Regions from separate parts of the Anser cygnoides genome. Here all the other regions are linked to region 2. Evidence: chromatin contacts called from public Hi-C data. All regions are on one chromosome and are shown on one strand. The core of a region is the stretch at or near the end of the contact, and the rest is flanking DNA. Distances in the headings are between cores, read along the strand shown.

Region 1 (4,158 bases), core at 408-2,907, 190 kb before region 2:
TCTCATTTGTTTAATGGCACAGACTTTGCATAGAAATTCGGTAAAATGTACTGCTTTGTGTTCCAGATGTTCCTGGTTAAAGTCAAGGAAAAACCCTTACCAGCACATAAAACTTAATCTAAAATTTGCGTTTTGGAAACCTGTGGACTTTTACTGATTGGAAAAAAAAATAAAATACTGCTTTTAGCTGTCAAAATGCTATTACTTCCTTGATACTTCCTCTAGGATCTGATCCAAATGCTATTGAACTTCTCATAAATCAATAGCCTGGTTTATTGTTTAATATTTGTTTCTACAATTACATCTTTGTTCCTTTTTTTTCAAATTGAAAATACTACAGTTAAGACTTCAGATGATTCTTTAAAACAGACTTCTTTGTAACAGTGCTGGATTAAAAAATCTGATGCTGAACACTGGGTCTGAGGAATTTATTTAGTTGCATGTGACTGGCCAGGCTGCCAGCTCTGTGAGGGTGTGTATTAGACAGGTCATTTGAAAAAGGCGTACAAACTTTAGGAGGAATTATTTTTTCAGCATGTTAACTTCCCCTTTTGTTTCCAGTTTATCCTTTCAGATTTTTGAAATAAAACGGAATTGCAAAGTCAGAGAAGGATTTCTTGTCCAAAGGTGGATGTTTTTACTTTTCTGCTGTGCTCATGTTTATTTGCCATCCTCGGGGGCAAAAACAGTATGGCACCAATAATCTTAATTTCCAAGTATCACAGCTCTAACACAGAACCACGGAGGGATTTGGGCTGGAAGGGACCTTAAAGCCCACCTGGTTCCAAACCCCTTCCTTGGGTGGGGACCTCTCCCAGCCCAGGCTCCCCAAACCCCATCCAGCCTGGCCTCGGGCACCACCAGGGATGGGGCAGCATTGGCCAGGGCCTCACTTCTGAGTAAAGACTTATATCTCCTCCTCATATCTAATCTAAAGCTGCCATCTGTTGCTTTAAAGCCGTTACCCCGGTCCTATCCCTGCACTCCAGCACTCTCCCCAGCTCTCCTGTAGGCCCCCTGAGGTACTGGAAGGCCGCTCTAACTCCCTTCTGTAGTATTTGACATCTCAGTATGCAGAAAAAAAGCACTTTAAGGGAAGCACTACAAATATATCTCAGGTGGAATTCTAAGAGAAACTTTTAATAGACAACAAATACATATAGGAAACTAAAAGACTGCTAGCACCACAGCTGACTTTGCTGGTGGGAGAGATACGTGTGACTGTAGCTCCTCTTACTGTTTAGTACGTGCAAAGGCAGGGATTGATTATCTGGCAATTGTGAAATAGGAAAAAAAAGGAAAGGGGAATGATTTGTTTATGGGGATTATGTGCTTTTGCCTGTAACAGTCCTAAAATATCGATGAGATCAAACGCCTTAAAAAGAAAAGAGGAGGAAAACTTGACGAAGACTGTCAGTAATTTTAACCATACCTCACTGATAAACGTTGAGAAAGAAGTCCTTGAAAAAGGAAAACATTTAAAATTCTCCTGTGGTCTCACTGTGTGTGGGAGAAGTGAGAAGAAGCAGGCTTTAACCGCACAAAATCAAGATGAGATTTTAATTAACATTCTAAAACGCTCTATTTCGATTTTCTCACTGATGAATTGATAAAAGTTTATTTTGCAGCACTAGCTGTGCCACGTAAAGGCCGGAATACGGTTTTAGTGATGAAAATGCAGCACTTAGGCGATGTCGCTGCAAAGAGCACTGCCCTTCTCCTTCCCCCTGCCGGGAATTCACCGTTGGCCGCCGTCAGGGGGAAGGAGACGGCAGCGCAGAGGCGGGCACCCGGCCCGGCCCGGCCCTCCCGGCGCCCGCCCATCGCTTTCTCTTTCGCTTCCCCGCTCCGGCAGCCGCGGTGGCCGGGGACAGCCGCCTCCCCGGGCCGCCGGGGGCCGGCACAGCGACGGCCATGGCAAGTGGCAGCGGCGGCAGGGCCGGAGGGGCCGCCCGGGGGGGTCGCGAAATGGCGGCGGGGCGCCCTGAGGCCGGGGCAGGGCGCGGGCCCGGCGGCGGGTGGTAGCGCACCGCCGGGCCCTCGGGCATGGCCGGAGGGGCTTGGGGCGGGTTGGTGCACCGTGAGGGGTCGTGAGGTGGGCTGGTACGGCCGGGGGGTCGTGAGGCAGCCCGGGTGCCCCCCTCCGGGAGCCGGCTTTGTGCCCGTGTGGCCCTGCAGCACCTCCTGCCGCCCCGCCCCGCAGTCCCGCGGCAGGCACCGGGCGCGTACGTGCCTCAGAAGCGATTCGGCATAAATCCCAGCATAAATCCCCAGCGTTTTCGTCGTGGTTTTTTGTTCCGAAGAGCCAGCTGGCAAGGTGTGGGGGCTGTCTGGCAGCTTGGAGCGCCCCGGCTGCGTGAGGCAGGAGAAAATCCTGCATAAAGCCTCGCCAGCCCCCGAAGCGCCCTGTTTGTATTCTCTCCGTGCTGTCTCGTTAGTGCAGGAACCTGCTGTTTGCACAAACGTTGCTAGGAATAATTACCGACACAACCGGAGTGCCTAGCCCTTTATTTGGACGGGTGCTAAAATCAGGCCTCCTAAGTGCCAGGCAGGCTTCAATATTTTATACAGCCCGAGTCCAGAAGAAACTTTGTAAGAGATGCCCGAAGAATGCAGACTGAGGGATTGACCTGGAATAGTTGCTCTGAAGTTATTGACAACTTGTTCCCATAAACACTCCATGCAAACATACTAAACTATTTTCTTTCTTCCAAAAAAGTTAATGAACTGTTACAAAATTTCCTCAGTGTCCCACCGTTTATGGTGATTTTGCCATATTTCCAGTGAAATAATGCTGTTTATTATTTCTGCCTAATAAGAGTGGAAAGAAAATACACTTGCCTTAACAAGACATAGATGCAAATCCTATTTAGGATGGGTTTCATGTTTGCAGCATTGGGAGGTCTGGCTCTGATGAAAATCATGTGTGTAGTAGTCATTTTACGCACTGCGAGTCTCAGATGACTGGGATTATGTTCTTCCAATTTAACAAGGTTGTCCATTGAATAAGTGGAGAGAGATGAGTCAGAGCATAATGCTAGATCCCAGCTCTCATGAATTTAACAAGTAAGGACTGTCTGAATCTGACCTTGCCACTCTGAAAAGAGAATGCTTATTGATGCAATTAACATTTTTCATTTTCTTTCAATCTTGAATATTAGAGTAAACAATCTTACCCATGTGACACTGGGCCTTTCGTTTGGAAGCTGTTAAATTTAGTTCTAATTTTTATTGCTCTAACAAATGAGGATACCGAGAGTGTGTAAATGACACATTTTTTACTGCACAGTAACATAGAAGTGCCTGAGGGAGTCTGGTATTCGCTGAAATCAGAATCTGATTCAGCAGTCTTAGTTATCTATGAAAAGGGGAACTTGTCTGACTAAAATGAAGGGGAGTCACTTCAGCAGTTAGGGTGGGTGTGGGTAACCACTACGGCAGGTCACTGGTACTCCTTGTGCTTACAGTACCCCATTTCTCTATGTGCAGGACACGGGACGAGCAGCTAAATCAGCAAGGACAGTTGTCATCTCTGGTGTTCCAGATGGCATTCTGAAGGATGATGTCATGAGTGACATACTGGTGATTCATTTCCAAAAGTCAAAGAATAATGGTGGAGATGTGGAAGACATAATATATCCAACAATGGAAAAAGGAGTTGCATATATAACTTTTGAAGATCAAGAAGGTATTGACTCTAATATGCTGCAGGAAATGTTCCCCCAGGAATTAACCCTAGATTGTTTACCCTAAAACAAATGATTATAAATTGTTTACTGGTACTAGGATTTTGTGTGTCTGGGAGACTAACACCTCTCTCTTAGTCAGAGTTTTAGGATTTTATTTCTGTTCAGTGAAGTCATGACTCTGAAGAGGCTTTGTGCAAAGTGTTTGTTTTGTTTGTTTTTAGAAATAAATTTATACCATGCATAACATGATTTTTGTAGTCAGGCCTTTGGGAATAAATCCCTGACAATTAATGTTGTAAAAAGACAGCCTTCCATCTCTCTCTCAGCACTTTTGACTAATGCATAAAATATTAGGCAAGAGTATTGAATCACCTGTGTGTATGTATGGGAAATTGTTGGGGAAAGCATCAAGAAGAAAACACCCACGAAGTGTTCCACCATCAGACTGGTAATAATGCATTATCTTACT
Region 2 (4,511 bases), core at 925-3,424:
GAATATTATTACTATCAACATCGAAAATAATTTTGTTATTTTTATTATTTATGTATTCCAACCTTTAGAATTGGTTTACACCAACAACCCAGCAGCAAAGCAAAATCAAAACTGCCCAGAAATATGTTTTATAGTGAAAGTAAATTAAGCTGCACATTCACTGAGGGATTTGAACACCCAATCTTTTTTATTTTGAAGGCAAGAGATTAAATTTTTCTTTCCTTAACCAACATCACTGCTTTGAACAGACAGCAAAGAAGTGGCAAAAAATAAGAAAGAAGGATCTTAATGCTAGTATTCCGACATGGCTTGTGTGTTTCCCCTCTACTGCAGAAGCAAACAGCAATACAGCTCTTTTATACTAGCTTTAAAGATTTGGTTTGGGGCACATCTCCCCTGACATTTTTAATTCAGCATTTAAGTTGTTCCATTAGTATGCACAGCAGTTTCCACGTACGCAAGTAGGGAGGTTTTTGCCTCAAAGAACTCATGATCTAAATTAAATCACATTATCGGAAAAGGGATAAAAAAGCTACCTGAAAACAAAATGCTGAGTCTTAAGCTAGCTACAAAGCTTTCTCCTTTCCCCTTTCCATTCTTGCCAAGATTTACGAGAAGGTAAGACACAGAGGGTGATCGCCGTGCTAGGCAAACAAAACAGAGTGAACTTGTAGACAAAGACAATGAGGTTGTTCAGTACAGTGCCTCTGGAAGGCTATTCCAGCCTCCAAATTAGAAAATTGAGCACTAGAGCTTTCTTAGAAAAGCTGGAAAGATGCAGCATACAAGCAATTGTGGAGTTGGTATAGGATCATAGAATATCCCAAGTTGGAAGGGACCCATTGGATCATTGAGTCCAACTCCAACTGGTAGATATGGTATGATGGACAAAGTGTTTGGATGTGGAATAAGCATGGGAAAAAAAAAAAAAAAAAAAAGATGAAAAAGATGAAAAAGAAGGACCTAAGATGAAAAAGAAGGACCTAAGATGATCCCTCTTACAGACACATCTCAGGCCAGAGAGGACAAACACTTCATGTTCCAGGTGAGACTTAAAAACGAAAGGATGCCAATTTGAACCAAGGTCATAGAGCTGTGAAAGTATAAAACATTTTGAAGATGTGAAAGAAAACCAGCCTGATTCTGTGAATGAAGCGGGAACATAGGCATTTGTAATGTGTGTGGAGATGGCTTTGGGATCAGCACCCTAACTGAGCCACACTAATGTCGTATTTATGTTCAACACTTTCTGTGGATAGCGATTTACCTACTGAATAGAATACATATAGTCAGTAGGCATGAAATAATAAATATTAACTGTCTATTTCTGTTTTTCTCTGGGAGCAACAAGGCCGTGCCCCCAAACACAGCTTGTTGCACTGCGGGGCTGCCAGTATGTGCTCGTAACTTCTGCAGTTAATTAATTTCATGTAGCAGCAAGTACATAAATAAAAAATTAAGACTTTAACCCAGGGAATTACCTCAGCACAAATACAGTTTGTAATGTAAAAGTTTATTTTAAGTGAAGACTTGCTTGCAAGCTCATGCCACTGCATATCCCAAAAACCTAGGACTAGGGAGAAAAGGCAGTCCATAAAGATGAAGTGAGGGAAAAAATAAACACAAACTTTGGTCTGTTGAAGGAAGGTTTATTGAAGATACTGAAGGAAGCTACGGATCGTCCTTCGAGGACATGTTTTGTCAGCAGAAATGGCATTTTTGCTCCCAGTTCTGACTTTTAAGGCACCTAATGGCCTGGGGGGAGACGGAAGCCTCCCGGTTTATTCGCCCCGGTAACACCGCCTCTCCCCCTGCCACACTTCACGGCCCTCCGAGCGCCCGGCTCGGGGACGGGCCGGCAGCACGCTGCGCTGCTGACCCCTGGCGCCCCGGGCGGGCACTGCGCCGCCCCCCGCAGCCGGCCCCGGCTCCCCCGGCTCCCGTGAGGGACCCCACGGCAGGGCGCTGCGCCCAGGGGTGCCCGAGACTGGTGGCGGCCGCAGCCCGGGCGGGCGGGAGGCAGAGAAAGGCGGCGGGCTCTGAGGGGACAACATGGCGGCGGCCGCCCCGAGGAAAACCCCGCCGCCGCCGGCCCCAGGCGGTCTGATCGACGTGCCGGCGGAGCAACTCGCCGGGCCTGGCGGCGGGCGGGGAGGCGGCTGAGGGGGAGCGCCGCGGGGCGGCGGCGGCCGCCATTTTGTAGGAAGAGCGGAGCGGAGCCGGGCGGTTCTTGGCCCCCGTCGGTCTCCGGTCCCCCTCGGTGCCCCTCGGTCCCCGCCGCCGTGTGCCTGGGAGGAGCGGGCGTCGCCGCGGGAGGCCGCTGTCAGGGCAGCGGGGGGCGGCCCCGAGGGGGGAGCGGGGCCGGGCCGGGCGCCTCAGGGCCGCTGCGTTCGCTTCTCTTGCAGGGGGAGCCGGGCCGGGGCAGCCGGGCGGCGGCGATGGCCAAGGTGAGCAACCCCCCCTCGGCGGCTCGGGGGCGCCCCCGTCTTCCTCCCCCCTTCAAAGCAGCCTTTAAAAAAAAAATAATAATAATTCTCAAGAAGAGGTCGCCGGGAGTGTCATCCTTCTCCCCTCTGAGCGCCCGAAGCGTATCATGTGTTAAGGTGAAGCCTTTAAGTTCACTGGGGTGCTTTCAGACTGAAACATAAAACATACTTTACTGATCTGGTTTGTTTTGTCACCGAGACGGGAATGTTCTTTGGTCTCAGCGGGATTTTTTACTGGGGTGACGCCAGGTATGTAAATATTTGCAGTAGTGAGCTAAATCAACGTATCGATAAAGAGTGGTAACATCTCCGCCTTAAATGAACCTGCTGATAAGGAAAAAATGTTTCTCTTGTGATTATGTGTCATCGATAATTGTTTCTGTATACTTTAATCTGTGTATACTTCAATATATGCGTTTGTTTCACAATAACTTATTTCAGTAGTGCTTTTACATGGTAAGGGAAAGGTTCAAGTGGGATCAGCAGGGTTTGTTTTTGTTACACAAATCTTTTAAACCTGCTGTTTTAGACCTAGACAGCTTAAGACCTTAACTGTAAAAACTTGATAATGTTAGTAAATTAACTGTGTGTTAACGTGTTTGAGTCGTCGTGATGTTAGTAAGATGTATCAGACACTGTATGTTTGTGTGGAGGTAGTATGGAAGGAGCAGGTATTTATTGGCTGAGGTCCTGACAGTTTGAATAGAGTCTTTATCAAAACATGTGAGTAGTACAGTTTTCTTACTTTTTTGGAAATAAGCTTTTTGGTTACATACTTAGTGGTAAACATATGGGTAAACTCCTATATGATCAAGAATACAATATTTGAGGAAGAACCCGTTTCTCAAAAACTGAAACGTTTCTCAAAATAATTTCTTTCTCTCATTGGGAAATGAAGTTTTATGAAAACACATTGACTATAGCGGGGAGCGGTTACGTTTTCCAGGGATGTGTGTTTTGTAGATTTAAGATCTTTTAAATTATGCTTTACCTTTTGGGTGTATGATGGGTTACTTTTGTTACGTGTGTGGAACTGTGTCATGAAAGTAACCCGTCTGTTTTTAAAGCATAAAAAATAGATTATGCCATTCTGTTTAATTGGGTCACCTGGATGTTTTCTTTTTTTCGCAAAAAAAAAAAAAAGATCAGTGACAGTTGCTCGTGCTGCTGCTTGAGATGCACACCATCATCAGGCTTCAGAGTTAATCCTTGTGGTGAGGAGCCAGCAGCTCTTTGGAGCCCTTTGCTGAGACCATTTGCGTGCTCAGGGAGATAGCATTGCATCGTTTGCTGCGTGGCTGAATCAGCTTCTGACAGAGTCATCTTCAGCAATTGAAAGTTATGTTGACAGTAGAGTTCCGTGGCGTGAAGCAGATTTTCTGGTGTATTCCAAGACCGCAGTGTTCATAAAGGTTTTGTGGCTTATTGGCAGCTTGCCCAGGGTACTGATCTGATCTGTTTGCAGTAATACTTGTTTATAAATATGTGAATGTGCTGAGTTTGCAAATCTAAATAACGTTGGTTGTACTAGCTGAAGTTTTGCACATGTTAAATATTTATGGATTTCAAGAGCAAAATACAGAAGCAGAAATTACCATACCCACCTGTTTTGGTATGCATGTCCCCCTGTATGGCTCAGAGCTGTTGGTATGCATACTCTGTTGGCGAAGAAATGTGTGTATGCACATATGTACGTGTGCTTCTAGATGGGAGCTGCAAGATGTATCTGTAGGGATGCTATCCTGCGTCTCCCTCAAGTCTTCTAGGAAGTGGGACTACAGGTTAACTAATGTTCGGGCTAGTTTTAGGGCAGAGGTTTTGGATATCAGCACTTACTTAACAGTATTTCTGATAATGAATGACATGATTGAATTGTGGTAATCATGGAAACAATGCATAAATTTTTTCACATGTACAACCTAATCTAGGTTATGGGGTCTCAGTGGTGCTATTTAAACTTTTAAGTTTTGTTTTCCTAAAGTGAGGAGGCCTATCACTAAGTGCTTTTAAGGCTTTTCCTTTACT
Region 3 (3,929 bases), core at 534-3,033, 230 kb before region 2:
CTGAAAGAAAGTTAAACGCATGTAAAATATCAGCTTACAAAACAGACGTAAAGTATTAACTGTCTTAATACCAATGCCTGCTGAAGAGACCTGTCAAAAATGAATGCTTGATGAAAAATACACCCATGTAGGAAAGCCTTCCTGTTTATACGCACTCCAGATCATTAAAACAATTTGAAGTTCTGAAGACATTTTTGTTCTCTGTAATTTAGACATCTTTACTGAAGAATGTGCTAGACATCAGAAGTTCTTTACTTCCTTGCTTTTCCCTGCACTAACACTTGACTCTGTTCTAAAATGTGCGAAAAAACAGACAGTCTTTACAGTAATCTTTCAAAAAATTGACATTTAATATATACACGTGGTATCTTTCCTGGAAGATTTGATTTGACTGCATAACACCTGCCTGAGGTCATCCCAGTCCCTAAGGTTTTTTTTTTCCCCTGTAGTAATTTCTAATAACATTGAAGAAACGTTTCACGAACACACCCTTAATGCTATGTTACTAGCTTGAATTCTTAATTACATGAACGCATGTTCAAGTCTTAGTCCGGCCTTGAACGTATCTTTGATCTGGAAAAGACATACCTTAAACACTTTGCAAAGTTGAGGAAAGAGTCTTCTGACATCAGCAGTGAATTCTTTGCCTTCCTCACCAGTCAAGCGACTTTACAGAGCAGAAGGGAAAACAAGCAACATTCGCCCATTAAACTTGTTATCATCTACATAGCTTTAAATCTCCTATAACGCACACTTTATTAGTGAGTTTAAAGACAGTGGTTAGGTGTCCTGGTTTCAGCTAGGACGGAGTTAAACCAGGACATCAGGGAACTACTTCATTCCTTAGGAAGTTAAAACAGAAGATGGTGAAGCACAGAAGAGGCAGTCAGCACGTTGCTTGACATACCAATAAAATAGTGCGTTATGAAGTACGTGCGTGCTGGTGTACTGGAAAAAGCGAAGTGACTAACAACATATTTTGTGCTTATGGGATGTGAAAACATTACGGTTTTTAATCTTAATTTTTTAAGCAAACATGGAATGGTTAACGTGAAACTTCATGCCACTACTGGAAGTTGGACGAGCAGAAGCACGTGAGCTGAAAGCAGGTTCCTCAAGCGCCGTTCCAGATGCAGGCTCTGAGTTTGGGGGAGTTCTGGTTTGACACTTGGCAGCAGTGCCTGCACGTACCACGGGCCAGCTGTGCAGAGGAGCCGCACCTGCCCTACGAACCATTCAGGACCGGTCTCCCCCAGCTCAGAGCAGACTTAGGAAGCGTGCTCGCCCAGCAGACAACGCGATAACGGCCGGCACGGCCTCTAGGCGCGGAGATCGCTTCAGATCAGCGCCGCGCGAAGCCCGACCGAGCGCCGAGCGGCCCGCTGCCCTCCCCCCGTCCCCGCGCCCACCTGACGATGGCGAGGTGCGCGTCCGTCAGCTCCCCCGGCGGGGCTGCCGGGTCCTCCAGCGTCTCCAGCAGGGGCCGCAGGCCGGCGGCGGCGCTCATGGTGCGGCGGGCCGGGGGCCGGGCCTCCTGCGGCGCGGCGAGCGGCGGCGGCCCCGAGCCCCCTGCCCCGAGCCCCCCGCCCGCGGCCGCGCCGCTGCCTCCCGGCCTAAGATGGCGGCGTGCGCGGGACGGGCGGCGCGCGGGCCCGGGCGGCGGCGGCTGGGCCAATGGGGAGCGCGGGGAGCCGGGGCTGGGGGCCGAGGCGGAGAGCATCGAGCGGCGCCACGCGATTTCTCCGCGCGCGGCCGAGCGCCGAGCCATCGCTCGCTTCCCGCGCCCGCCGGGGGCCCGCTGCGGATTGGCGGAGGGGGCGGCGGGGGCGGGGCGAGGGGCTGTCCGTCACCTGAGGCGGCGAGGCGCTCCGCCTCGGCCGCGGCGTGCTCGGCCGCGTCCTGGTAACGCTGCGGCTCCTCCGGCCGCGGTCACGCTCCGAGGCGCTCGTTTGCGGCTGGAAATAAAAACACGAGCGGCTCGCAGCCCTGCTCACAGCGCCAGCCCCACAGAAAGCGCCCTGCATAAACCTGAAACGCGAGGGGTGCCCCGCAGCCCACCCGGTTCAGCCCTACGGGCACCCCCCCCCCAAGCCGTTTCCCCGTAGCAATGTCTGACGCTGAGGAGCCCTTTCCCCACCAAGCCCCTATCGCCGTGTGGCCACCTTGCATTCCCAGCTCCGTCTCGCCCCGCAGCGTCCCGGCGGCTCTCCTCACGCCGGCTTCCGGTCACCGGCCCCCGGGGGTCCTCGGGAGGAGGGCGTGAGGGGGCTGAGGGCGGCCGGCAGGCGGCGGGGTCGTAAAATGCCGCTCCTCCGAGCCGCCCGCCCCCTCTCACCTCACACCGGGTGCTGGGGCCAACCATGTGCCCTGTGCCCTTCTCTTAGGCCGGGAGTTAGAACCGTATTCCCAGGGAAATTAGCGCAATACACACTCAAAAATGAAAAAAAATAAAAAAGAGCCGTGACCCGAGACTCCCCTCTCAAGAACTCGAGGTGTCCCTAAGGCAGGGCTGGGGCACGGCCCTCCGCACCAAACCGAGACATGTTGCAGCTTACTGACTGCTTTAACTTAAAAAAAAAAAAGGCCTTCCCAGTCTGAAAAGTTCTCACGGAATCAAAATACATCATTGGAAACTCAGGACGAGGTTAAAACAGAGGTAGCTTTAATGCTGCTTCAGACTGAGGAACTTAAACTGAAGTTGAGAACGTACAGAAAATGATTTGTGTTTATCAATTCAAAACAGTACAGTCTTAAAACCCGTGTAAACATACAGCATCTCGACAGCATCTTCAGAATGGATTTGCTGGTTGTCCGTAATTTCTTTCGATGCTTCATCTCTCCAGTTTTATCATCAAGTCTTTCATTTGGTTCTTTATGAAGTGAAATCAGACAAGTGGAAAGACATGAACATCTCTTCTCCGCATGAGGAGACGCTGACAAAATTTCTAGAGTACTTTCTGATTCATCTCACAACAAAATTACACTGATAATGTCATGGATCCTGCGCTTTCCATGCTGCTTCACAGCCTTCTGACTTCAGACAGTAACATGGGTGGCTGCTAGGCCATCCACAGGATGAATTTATGCATCTTCAGAATAAATGAATTCCAAAGGCCTTTTGAACTCAGGGAAATTAGTTAATTAAAAAAAAAATAGTGTAGAGAACAGGAAGAAATACAGCCACAATCTAAAAAATAAATATGTGGAAACCAAGGAAATAAGGAGAGAACAGCAAATTAGGTTTAAAAATATTTGAAACGTTGGTCACAACAAGTTTGTTCAAACTGTGCAAGATATAAGGAAAAGGAACAGTTTATATACAAAAATAGCTTTAAAGTCTTTGGTAACAGTGATTTCTTCAGTTTTTTACAGGTCTAGAAATCTAAAAATAGTCTTCCAGCATTCATGTAAATACATTTTATAATTTATTTCCTAGTATACTTTATTAACAAAACTTATATAAAACAGAAAATAAAAAGTCAGGAAGATATGAAGGAAATGACCATATGTCTGTCTTATCTGAAGAAACAGATGTCTGAATTGGGTTCTAAAACACGTTTCCTAATGAGCATATCATGTTACTCTGCTTACATGATACCAAACTTTCCAGGTAATAAGTTTGCTTTTCCTTGGGAAGTTGTATTCTTTCCATCACCTGACTTTGAAGGCATGTCTACAGCAACATACCTAATTTGAAAACCACCAGCAGTCACTGAGGAGTCTGTCAGAAACTTCAAAGTCATCACATTGCCTGGACAAGAAAAAGGAAAAAAAAGTCACCCTCATTTAAGAAGAAAAATCACCTGGATGTGCAAAATAGGCGTAAAGCCTCATGGATCTCTAGGTGACACTGGGGTGAGGTTGTACCATGAGTGTGCAGCAAATATTTTTCGGATTCTGCTGTTATTTGCATTCACTAGTTGAACCTC

The links. A called contact is a pair of places that touch in the nucleus more often than the background predicts.
Region 1: a Hi-C map of liver shows a contact between it and region 2, with 2.0 times the contacts expected there. The contact joins the promoter of RBM43 here to the promoter of MMADHC in region 2. A contact is called at or near these places in 3 of 7 Hi-C or Micro-C datasets (all in liver).
Region 3: a contact with region 2 is called in a Hi-C map of liver, with 13 times the contacts expected there. The contact joins the promoter of RIF1 here to the promoter of MMADHC in region 2. A contact is called at or near these places in 4 of 7 Hi-C or Micro-C datasets (granulosa cells and liver).

What each region holds. Positions count from the first base shown.
Region 1 is chr6:40,268,002-40,272,159 of Taihu_goose_T2T_genome, reverse strand. It overlaps RBM43 (RNA binding motif protein 43), which reads left to right and starts at 1,657. Exons shown (of 4, transcript XM_048081009.2): 1 at 1,657-1,917; 2 at 3,490-3,688. The coding sequence starts at 1,915. It overlaps NMI (N-myc and STAT interactor), which reads left to right. Exons shown (of 10, transcript XM_066999883.1): 10 at 1-411. All of the region lies in intron 2 of LOC136791150 (a long non-coding RNA gene), which reads right to left.
Region 2 is chr6:40,077,977-40,082,487 of Taihu_goose_T2T_genome, reverse strand. MMADHC (metabolism of cobalamin associated D) reads left to right here and starts at 2,174. Exons shown (of 7, transcript XM_048081015.2): 1 at 2,174-2,447. The coding sequence starts at 2,439.
Region 3 is chr6:40,308,118-40,312,046 of Taihu_goose_T2T_genome, reverse strand. RIF1 (replication timing regulatory factor 1) reads right to left here and starts at 1,783. Exons shown (of 34, transcript XM_048080994.2): 1 at 1,410-1,783; 2 at 589-667. The coding sequence starts at 1,768. It overlaps TNFAIP6 (TNF alpha induced protein 6), which reads right to left. Exons shown (of 6, transcript XM_048081011.2): 6 at 2,641-3,751. The coding sequence ends at 3,588.